Linked DNA regions of Capsicum annuum: region 1 is linked to region 2. The links are chromatin contacts, called in public Hi-C maps. All regions are on one chromosome and are shown on one strand. Each heading gives the region's core, a stretch centred on a gene start, on an enhancer-like site or on the middle of the called end of the contact. The rest is flanking DNA. Distances are from core to core; before and after follow the strand shown.

The links. A called contact is a pair of places that touch in the nucleus more often than the background predicts.
Region 1: a Hi-C map of leaf shows a contact between it and region 2, with 2.8 times the contacts expected there. The contact joins the promoter of LOC107874071 here to the promoter of LOC107872992 in region 2. A contact is called at or near these places in 2 of 5 Hi-C or Micro-C datasets (leaf and placenta).

Annotation. Positions count from the first base shown.
Region 1 is chr6:174,311,078-174,316,616 of UCD10Xv1.1, forward strand. LOC107874071 reads right to left here and starts at 3,562. Exons shown (of 14, transcript XR_007056495.1): 1 at 3,381-3,562; 2 at 1,027-1,093.
Region 2 is chr6:174,168,103-174,173,661 of UCD10Xv1.1, forward strand. LOC107872992 (40S ribosomal protein S2-3) reads left to right here and starts at 2,782. Exons shown (of 2, transcript XM_016719680.2): 1 at 2,782-3,634; 2 at 4,727-5,069. The coding sequence starts at 2,981. The coding sequence ends at 4,900.

The DNA of each region.
Region 1 (5,539 bases), core at 2,312-4,811, 140 kb after region 2:
ATATATGAACCTAAACACCACCTCTTTATTATACAGTAGGTCTCACAGATCACTGGACTTCTGAAACTACCCAAATATTGAAAAAGCCTCATCAAATAAACTAGATTTTTGTCATTACCCGATATTAAAGAATCCACATCTGGATTCTTCCAACTGCAGTCCAGAAAAAAAGCACTCCGCTTCTTTAAAACACTATTTAACCATATGTAAAAGTTAGTAAGGTTATCAGATATGAATAAATTTCAGAACCAATAACAACTAATAAATTCATGGACCATTTTATGCTCAACAATTTGCATCGTCTACAGCACAAGTTGATATTACAAGAAAGTACCTCCAGCTTTGGTTTCAACTTGTCAGTTTCTCATCAGAACAATTAGTTTTCAAGTACCTTCTAATAGTTAAACCTAATAAAACATGATAACAAGGACATCACATGATGCTATTTGGTCATTACATCTCACATATCATCTGCTGAAACATATTGAAAGCAGAATCCTTGTCAAAATTCTGCACAAAACCTGAAACAATAGCCTTCCAAGACAGGAATTTTTACAGTCAAGTCACTCACTGTATTCACACCACTAGTTATTAAGTCTTTCCTTTCATATTCATCAATTCAAATTTGTTGATGATTTTCTTATAACCATTTGCAAGGCATGACCATGACTTTCGTACTCGTCTTGGACTTGGTCATGCCTCTTAGGTGAGTCAGACTCATGTGCCCTCAACATCATTAAGATGCCCTTAATTTTTTCAAAAAGACAATTATTGAGTATTGGAATTAAGAGGCCCAAAAGGGGAAGAACTGTTGCAGTCACAGTTATTTGTTCCATGCTACACCATAAGCAAAACAAGATCTATCCAACTGTTGTAAGACTAGCAACATTACATGCACGAGTGTGGAGCAACCCAGCAATTTCCAGAAAATGAGTGATGTAAAATACAAATGATCAGATGGATGTACGATAATATGAGGGAAAGAAATTGACTTTTGACAGGGGTAACTACAGCATCAAACTGAACCTGGTTGCTTGATTGAACTAATGAAGTTTGACATGGAAGGAGCTGCAGTTGTTTCAGCCTTCAGGTGCTGCAACGAAACAACAACAAGAACATACCCAATGTAATCCCACAAATGGGGTCTGGAGAGAGTAGAATGCACACAGCCTTACCCCTACATTGTGGAGGTAGAGAAGTTGTTTCCAATAGACCCTCAGTTCAAATAATGCATATCAAATCAAGTATAAAAAAGAAATATAATATTGAAGAATCCATGTTGAAAACAAAGGATAAAAGAACAGTAGCAACAACAAATAATACGATAACCAAACGAAGGAAGGTGTTGCAAACGCTCTTGAACAAATAGAGATGGTGGAATTAGAGGTGCATTTTATTGTTACTGCTTGTGAGAATATGATCAATGATTCAGGCATGAGCCCCGGAGGCATTGTCACAGCTTCAAATGGAAAGACAAGTGAGAGTTCTCATGATGGAATTTATCTATGGGTGGAGCACTACTTGGGACCTCTAGGTGTTCCAGAAAAATCTATGCATATTCTTAAGATAGATGTCTACATCAGAAAGTCTTCATTTGAACCGAGATCAGCCATCTCAGAAACATTAAGTAATTATGCTTGTAGATATGGAGATATTGATCTTGATGATCAATAGGAACAAGAATGCTTACATACGATGAATCGACACAATTTCCATTTGATCCCGGAGAGATTGAGTTAGCATTAAGGAATGCACTCGCATCGTCGCATAATGCGATGATGTGAAGCGATGCGAGCGCATCATGTTGAGTTTATTCATAGGGTCAATTTTAAATTGAAAAAAGAGAAACTTCGTGTTGTTTTTATATTTAGGGTCAATTTTAATTTTTTTTTTTTTTTAAAGTCTACTGTGGTGACTACCAATGCTGCAATTTTCTCAGTTTAACTTTGAAGCCCACTATTGTGCCTTCTTCTTCTTCACTATGCGACTACCACTACTGCGCCTTCTTCTTCTTCACTGCTTCACTTCAATGATGCGCTCGCATCGCTTCACGCTTCGCGTAATGCGTGATGCGGAGCTTTGTCGCTTTTTTCCGCATCACGCTTCCTGAACACTGGATTGAGTCCCTTGACGTTTACATTAAACACTTTTGAGGACAAGGGTGAGGTGGAGGGAGAATTTTTTTAAAAAAAATAACCTTGGTGTCTGAGCCAGCTTATGTGCACCTCGACTAATTCCACGGGATACCTCCACCTCCCACCAAGAGTAGGTATCAGGTAACTATATTCACCAAGGCTAAGACAGATGGGAATAAATCGCCTATTTTTTTGGTCTATGTTGGAATCTGAACTTGAGACCTCATAGTTCTCGCCCACTTCATTGACCACTAGGCCACATGCTTGGGTGCAGAGTTGACGGAGAGAGATTTGATATGAAATGAATTTTGGTCTATGTTGGAATCTGAACTTGAGACCTCATAGTTCTCGCCCACTAGGCCACATGCTAGGGTGCAGAGTTGACGGAGAGAGATTTGATATGAAATGAATTTCTTAAGCCTTTTAAAGCAACTGGAAAGGAATAAGGAGGCTCACTCTTCACTTTCAATGTTGCACCCGTGTCAATTCTCAAAAAATACACTACTTTTGAGAAATTCGACATGCACCCGTTGACATTTTTTAAGAGTCCGAGCAACATAGCTTACAGAAGCATGTTAGCTCAATTCTGTCCTACTTCCATATAAATAACTTCTTTTGAAAGGACTTACCTATATTTTGAGAAATGAACTAGCCCTAGTTTTTACTTGGCTCTTCGACCCTCTCAATTTCTTCTTTTTATTCCGCTAATTTTTGCAAGCTTAGTCAGCTTCCAATTACATAATGTACCGCTAACCAACCCAAATTTGCTACTCTACATCAACTTAGAAAACTTGTTGATCACATAGCAATGTTGGTTACTCATTATGAACATCACATAGAAGTCCTCTAATTACCTATTTACCTAAGAACTAATCTAAGGAAAACTTGTCTTGCCCTATGATATCGAAATCCCCATCTAGTAATCCAACAAACGAACAAAAACAACAGAAAAGGAAAAACAGATATTGCCCTACACAGCTTGAATCTCCTAACTTTCATATACATTGACCTGCTAACGACATTTGTCAAAACTATCATGATACTCCCTCCGTTCCTGTTAAATTGTCATAATTTCTTTCGCTGCACGAGAGTAAATATAAATAATTTTTTTAAAGTTAAATTGAATTAGAGTACTTTAATACTATTTAATATTCAAAATTTAGATTTTGAATTTGCAACAAGTGCAAATAAATAGTATAAGAGGAAAATCTAAAGGCAGAAACTGCGAGGGGGTTGATCACTTACAAGTTACAACTAGATTTCCGCCTGACAAACTGATTGCTCGGAGACGACTTAGTTTGAAAACGCGGCGGGGTTCTCTTTCTTTGTTGGATATGGAAATCCGACAAAAGTTGGGGGAAATCCAGGTCCTTATTAGTACAACATTCTCAAATATTTATACTTTGTTTGAACTTTGGATGGTCGTCTGCCATGATCTAATAATACTAAAATATTTGATTATTTAAAATTAAATAATTTTATCGAATCACTTTTTAAAGCATAAGCATATATTTTAATATAAGCACTCTCTTTGATAATTAACATTATACTTTGAGATTTGATGTCTCTATAATACTACATAATAAATTAAATAACTAAAAATCAAAAGTAATTTCATATATATATATATATGTATGTATGTATAAACTTAGATATGTTTATATAGATATAGAGAGCAAATATTGAAATCTGCAGGTTCTTACAACAATCTCAAATTAATATAATGATAATTCGTTATCACACTAATAATTAAGGAATAAATTAAATGTAGTGAAAAAATTTCGTTATTGATATCAAAAGTCAAAATTATATTGATGCACAAAAACATATTCTAAATAATAAAGTTACATTATATATGAGCGTAAAAATATATAACACAACTACTTATAATAAATTAATAATAACAAAAATAATTATAATAAAATAGAAGAAGAATGAATATCGATGGCGAAAGAAAAATAATAAAGTAGAAGAACAAACATCGATGACGAAGAAAAAAGAAAATTAGATTTTCATGTTATGCAACTGAATTTTGAAGGAAAATAAATATCTTGGAAAAAAAATCAAAATTCACCAAAGGAAAAAAGGTGTTCGAAATTAGAGGCATACCTCAGAATTTTGCGATGTTGTATTTTTTATCTCTATATATAAAAAAGTCCTAAATAAGGAAAAATTAATATCTAATATTAGTTGATTTGAAAGTTCTAAATTACATAACTCAAATATGGAAAAAATAATATATTACTTTAGTTGGTTTCAAATCCTTAATTATTAGGAAAATAATTTAATTACCCAAACTTTTTTACCAAACTACAAAAACAGGTAAGAGATAAATTTAATAACATATTTAATTGGTTTTAATTTATTATTTGTTAATATTATAATAATAATAATAAGTTTATTATTTTTTTTCCTTTCTTTTTTGCCTTTTTGAACTTTTCCCAATTTTAACTTATTCTTTAATAGGGAGTTAGTCATTAATATGTATTTCTTGTTTAGCCCCAAAAAAGTATATTTCTTTATTATTTTTTAGCCGAAAAAGAAATGTACTACTTTTTCAATTTTCTCTCCTCCCCTTAATAGTATAATTTAGAACCCTATAAATATTATTTTGCTTAATAATATTTACAATATATTTTAGTACTCTTTAGTTTGTAAAATTTACCATATGTTTTGGGACTCTTTACTTTAAAATATAATAAATATAATTAAATAATAATTTAAAAAGAGTGAAAAGACGATTTTGTCTATTGCATAATATTTTAACGAAGGACAAAAAGTTCAAATCACTTTTCTAGGGTCTTCACACTTTTAATATATTATAGATTATAGATTATAGATATAGATTATAAATTATAGATTATAGATTATAGATATAGATATAGATTATAGATTATAGATATAGATATAGATATAGATATAGATTATAGATATAGATATAGATTATAGATATAGATATGCAGTATAATATTAGCGAAAAAAGCATGGTTTTCATTTTAAACTATACACAAAAAGTCGATGACACACCTAAACTATTGAGGTGACCTATTACACACCTATACTATATAAAAGTGAATTTATATACTACCCACAACATCTATGTTCAGGTGCGTTTCTTACACTTAATATAGGCGCTTCCAACCTTTTAAAATTCAAAATAAGGCAAAAACATTAAAAATTTAATAAATTAAAGATCCAACAGATATATTTTCCAAAAAGCTCCATTTAAGTTAATTTGGGGTTCCCAAATCAAGAACCCTAACCCAAATTGGTCATCCAAAATTGAAATTCAAGTTCGTTTGTTTGAAGAATTGGTAACCAAATTTTTTTAATCGTTTGATTTCTTACTATATTGTGAGAAAATATGGTTCTTTTCTCTTAATTTTTTTCTTCAAATTTTGATA
Region 2 (5,559 bases), core at 1,532-4,031:
TTAGAAATGGATTCCTTTTATTATTTGGTGGTGTTGGTGACTTGTTGAGCATGGTGGTGGATTGTGTTGGTGTTATTGATGTGTTGGTTGTGGTACTATTGATTTGAGACAAGGAATTTTCTTGATAAGCCTAAAAACAGTGAAAACTCTGTCCGATTTTTCTATAGAATTATGATGAGGCTTGCTTTGGAGTCCTAAATTCTTTAGCGCTGATCATGATCTTATTTTGGATCGTGATATTACTGCTTGTAAAGTAGCCGGAATATAACACCTTTTAGATTTGCCTCTCAACTTAAGCAAGAAATCGATTATCATTCTTCCGTTATAAATAACTTATGGTATAGCTTATATATGGACAGATATATTGACAATAAAGATGAACATTGGTATGTAGTTCCCTAGTTTTGATGAGAGATATTGAAGACATAGTTGAAGAAATGATAAAGATATCCAGAGAGCTAGATATCAAACATTATTAAAAATAAGTTTTAATTTCAAATAAACTAAATTATACCTATGATTTTAATATTAGGAATTTAGTTATGAGTCCTAAATATTAGGATTTTAGTATATTCACGAAGGTCCAAATATGTTCTTGCATCACGAAAAAAATTTAGTAAAGAAGAATTCAATAAAACAATACAAAATTATACTCACAATTTTAATAAATATAATCACTTTTGATTATTTGTTTTGGAATTTGCAGTTTATTTTTTTATAAAGTTTAATTTATAAATTTGTTTCAAACTTCTCATTTAATTGAATAAACAAAATATATGTGCAATACACGTACTATATGAGTGCATATAAGCCTCTATTATATTTTTATACAATGTACATATGCTCCTCATATGACTCACAAAATTCACTTAAACACCACCAATCCATTATTTTTCAGTTTTCTCACCATCACACATTGATCATCAATTTCATTTTCTTCCAATATACACCCTATAAATGATTTTTTTTTTAAATCCACTAAAACTCTATGCCGGAACAACAAATTTTCTTAATTGTAAAAATGAAAAAGGGTCACATTTACTTCTAAATTATTTGAAATGGAACAAAAATATTTTCAATTATTTTTTATTTAAAAATACCTTTTTATTTATTTTTTGGATTAAAAATATCCCTTTTTCTTAACAGAGTGCCCCAAACACACCAAGTGAAAAAAAAATTGCCGCATGATCAGTGCATGTTAGCATCTCATTTACGAAAAAGAGACAAAACTATTTCTAAACTATTTAAAATGAAGTAAAAATATCCTCTATTTATTTTTGATTTTGACTCAAAAATACCTTAATAATATATGAAAGCGTATATAAGCCTATAATACATTTTTATATAATGTATATATGCTCCTTATATGACTCATAAAATCCACTTAAATACCATTAATCCCTCATGTTTTCAGTTTTCTCACTATCATATCATTGACCATCAATTTCATTTTCTTCCAATCTACACCCCATAAATGAATTTTTGTAAAAAATAATTCCACTAAGACTCTATGCTAGAACAACAATTTTTTTTAATTGCAAGAACGAAAAAGGATCAAAACTACTTGTAAATTATTTGAGATGGAGCACAAATACTTTCATTTATTTTTTGTTCAAAAATATCTTTTCATTTATTTTTTGATTAAAAAATACCCCTCGCCTTAACAGAGTGCCACCAAGCACACCAAGTGAAAAACAATTACCACATGGTTAATCTTCATTAGTATCTCATTTACGAAAAAGGAAACTATCCCTAAACTATCTAAAATAGAGCAAAAATATCCTCTATTTATTTTTTGACTAAAAAATACCCTCAATTTATTTTTTGACTTGAAAATATCCTTAGTTTATTTTTTGGCCCATTGATACTCCTCACTTTAATGGAGTGCCATCAAGCACACTATATGAAAAAAAATCATCACATGTCAGTCTACGTCAACATCCCATTTAATACCAAGGTGAACCACTTAACCATCCAATTTAACAACTCATTTACTGTACTTGATCTATCTTCAAAATATTCAAATCGTTTTCATAAGTAAAGAGTAAAGATGGATCCACTCTTCATTTCACTTGAATTTTCCAAAAAAAATTGATGCAAACTAAAATTTTGAGAGAAAAAAAAAGTCTTTAATATATGAGTCGAAACTTGATCCGTTTTTATCATGTCAAAGAATATGAAAAATTTCAAACCATATATTAAGGGCTTTCTGTTTTTCTCAAAATTTTTGATTTGCATTAATTTTCTGGAGAGAGTTTAAGTGAAGACGTGTCAAACTTTTTGAATACGAATCGGGTACAGATATTAAATGGGATGTTAAGTTGAATGATTAAGTGGGTCAATTTGAGTATTAAATGAGATACTAATGTAGACTGATCATGTGGTAATTTTTTTTCATAGCAGTATTTGTGAGTCAAAAAACAAACAGAGGAATATTTTTGAGTTAAAAAACAAAAAGAAAAGTATTTTTGCTTCATTTTAAATAGTTCAATGATATTTTTATCCCTTTTTTATAAATGAGATACTGATGCGGACTGAACATAGAATAATTTGTTTTCATGTGGTTTACTTGATGACACTTTATTAAAGTGAAAAATATTGTTTAGCTAAGAAAATAAATAAGAAAATAGTTTTGAGCCAAAGAATAAATAGAGAATATTTTTAAGCTAAAAAATAAATAAATGGTAATTTTACTCCATTTCAAATTGTTGAGAGGAGTTTCGGTCCTTTTCTGTTGCAAAAATATCTAAAAATTAGAAGCTCGTAAAGGAACACCAAGCTTTGGGCCTTACTTGCTATGGGCTGACCTGCTTTCCCTCATGCCCAAATTCTACCGCATCAAAAAAACCCTAGCCCTTATAAACCAACCCCTTCATTCTCCATCTTCCCACTTTCCTTCTCACACACTTCTCTCTCTGCAGCATCTGCAGTATATAGCTAAAATCCTTAGCCGTATACCTAATCCTTGAAAGCAACAACCATGGCGGAAAGAGGAGGATTCGGCCGTGGATTTGGAGGAAGGGGTGGAAGAGGCGGCGACCGCGGCGGAAGGGGCCGTGGGGGTCGTCGTCCCCGCCGTGATACAGAGGAGGAGAAATGGGTTCCGGTCACAAAGCTAGGAAGACTGGTGAAAGACGGGAAAATAAAGTCACTGGAGCAAATCTACCTCCATTCACTCCCAATTAAGGAGTATCAAATCATCGATAACCTCATAGGACCATCACTCAAGGACGAAGTGATGAAAATCATGCCGGTTCAGAAGCAGACACGTGCCGGTCAGAGAACCCGGTTCAAGGCCTTTGTTGTTGTCGGTGACGGTAATGGTCACGTTGGACTGGGTGTTAAGTGCTCGAAGGAAGTGGCTACTGCTATTCGCGGAGCGATTATATTGGCGAAGTTATCAGTGATTCCAGTGAGGAGAGGTTACTGGGGGAACAAGATTGGGAAGCCACACACAGTGCCTTGTAAGGTTACTGGGAAATGTGGTTCTGTCACTGTGAGAATGGTCCCTGCTCCTCGTGGTGCTGGTATTGTTGCTGCTCGTGTCCCTAAGAAGGTTCTTCAGTTTGCTGGTATTGAAGATGTCTTCACCTCTTCTCGTGGATCCACCAAAACCCTTGGCAACTTCGTCAAGGTTCGATCTTTTATGATTGTGTGTTGGTTCTATTACTATGTTCTAATAATCTGTTGTGGTATCCTTAATTACATGATTATATGTTTACTATATCTACTGATACCATATCTTAAGAATTGATGTGTATAACATTATATTTATGGTTGTTTGTTACACCAGATAATAAATATCCCTACTTATTCCATCTGGTGTACCAAACGGCATTGAACCAAAAAAAAATTAACCAACTGTACATTTTGATTTAAATATATTTGAAATAGCTAATATGGAGATGACTACATGTAAAGGCGTCTAGACGGACCGGGTAGTTTGATCCAGTTAAACATTTTGTAAATAGATATGATCTTTGTTGTATATCTATACCATATGAGACAGAAATGTTATCTTGTGCTTTGAACCAATACAATCTTATACCATATGAGACAGAAATGTTTATCTTGTGCTTTGAACCAATACAATCTAATCCATGCTTTTGTGTCCTTATTGTATAGCGCAGATATAGTAACAATTGCGAATTTTATAGTTTCAAATATGGTCATTGTCCAAAACAAAATTGTTTAGGTTAGTTCCTAAATGGTAGATATATTGAGAGTATCAGTTAAATTCGGACAGTGTGTTTAGTTATTGAATGCAGTGTTAAGCAAGTCAAATTGTGGGACAGGAGCCTGTGCCATTATAGTTCTTACCATTTTCTGTAATACTTGTGTGTTTTTATTTCTAGTTAAGTTTAATTCATGAATGTGGATGCTTTTAATTCATGAATGTGGATGCTGCAATGCTTGATATTAGCCTTTTGTTCCTCGAAAGCTATAATATGACTCTATTGCATGTTTTAAAGAAGGGACTGCAATATAATTGAAGTTTTTACTGTAACCAGCTGTTATTTCTATCCAAAGCGTGGGTGATGGTGTTTATATAGTATAAAATCTTTGTTACAGAACAAACATTCCATTCTTTGCTTTCCCAGCACTGACCTCTCTTGTTGAATGTTAGAGTCGGGTCTACTTGGTTCTTTGTTACTTGTTTATAATGTATATCTGCTGGTGGTGTACTAATTGTGTTCAAGTCTAATATCGCTCATTCTGTATGCAGGCTACCTTCGATTGTTTAATGAAGACTTATGGCTTCCTCACTCCAGACTTCTGGAAAGAGACTCGCTTCACAAAATCTCCATTCCAAGAGTACTTTGATATCTTGGCAAAGCCTGCCAATAAGGTTATTGTCTACGCCACTGAGGAGGCAGCACCTGAGAGAGTTGAGGCTTGATTTGTTAGATGTTATGCTCCGCTGTTTTGTTCTTGTAGTTTTCTTATATGAGATGTTAGTATTCTAAATTTTGTTTTCTGTTCTGATGGATGTTTTCTTTAGACTTGCAAAAGCTAATGTTTCCTTTTTGTTCTTTTATTTTCATCAATATATATGAACCTTCTGCCTACTTGATTGATCTCGTCTTTGGCTGGGGAGAGTATTCTTATCAGCTGAGGCTTTCAATTGAAACAGGGATGTTATTCTCGTAAAAAATCTTACTTTTTATGTTCATTGATAGTAGGTTTGTTTTGTTTGACTGGGAAGTTTTTTTTGAATCTTATTTGTTGGGAACTAACTGTATTTATTAATCATCAGTGAGAAAGGTACAAATTCATAATTAAGTCCGCACAATCGACTTTCTAAATCTGAAACACAGAGCATCAAAAATCTAAAGCTGAAATTGCTGAAGCTTAGCTTTGATGCTATCATGTTGTGCATATAGGCAATGTCTTTTAGCGAGTTGATCTGCTCTTTGCCTCAAAGGTTCTGTGATTCCTCTCAGTCCATGCCACATGAATGCATTTTGCATAAAACATACTGAGCAGTTTGGCTTTGTGGAACATGCCATTAGAATTCCTGTGCCTACTTCAGGTGTTGCTACCATATAGTTGCTGTAA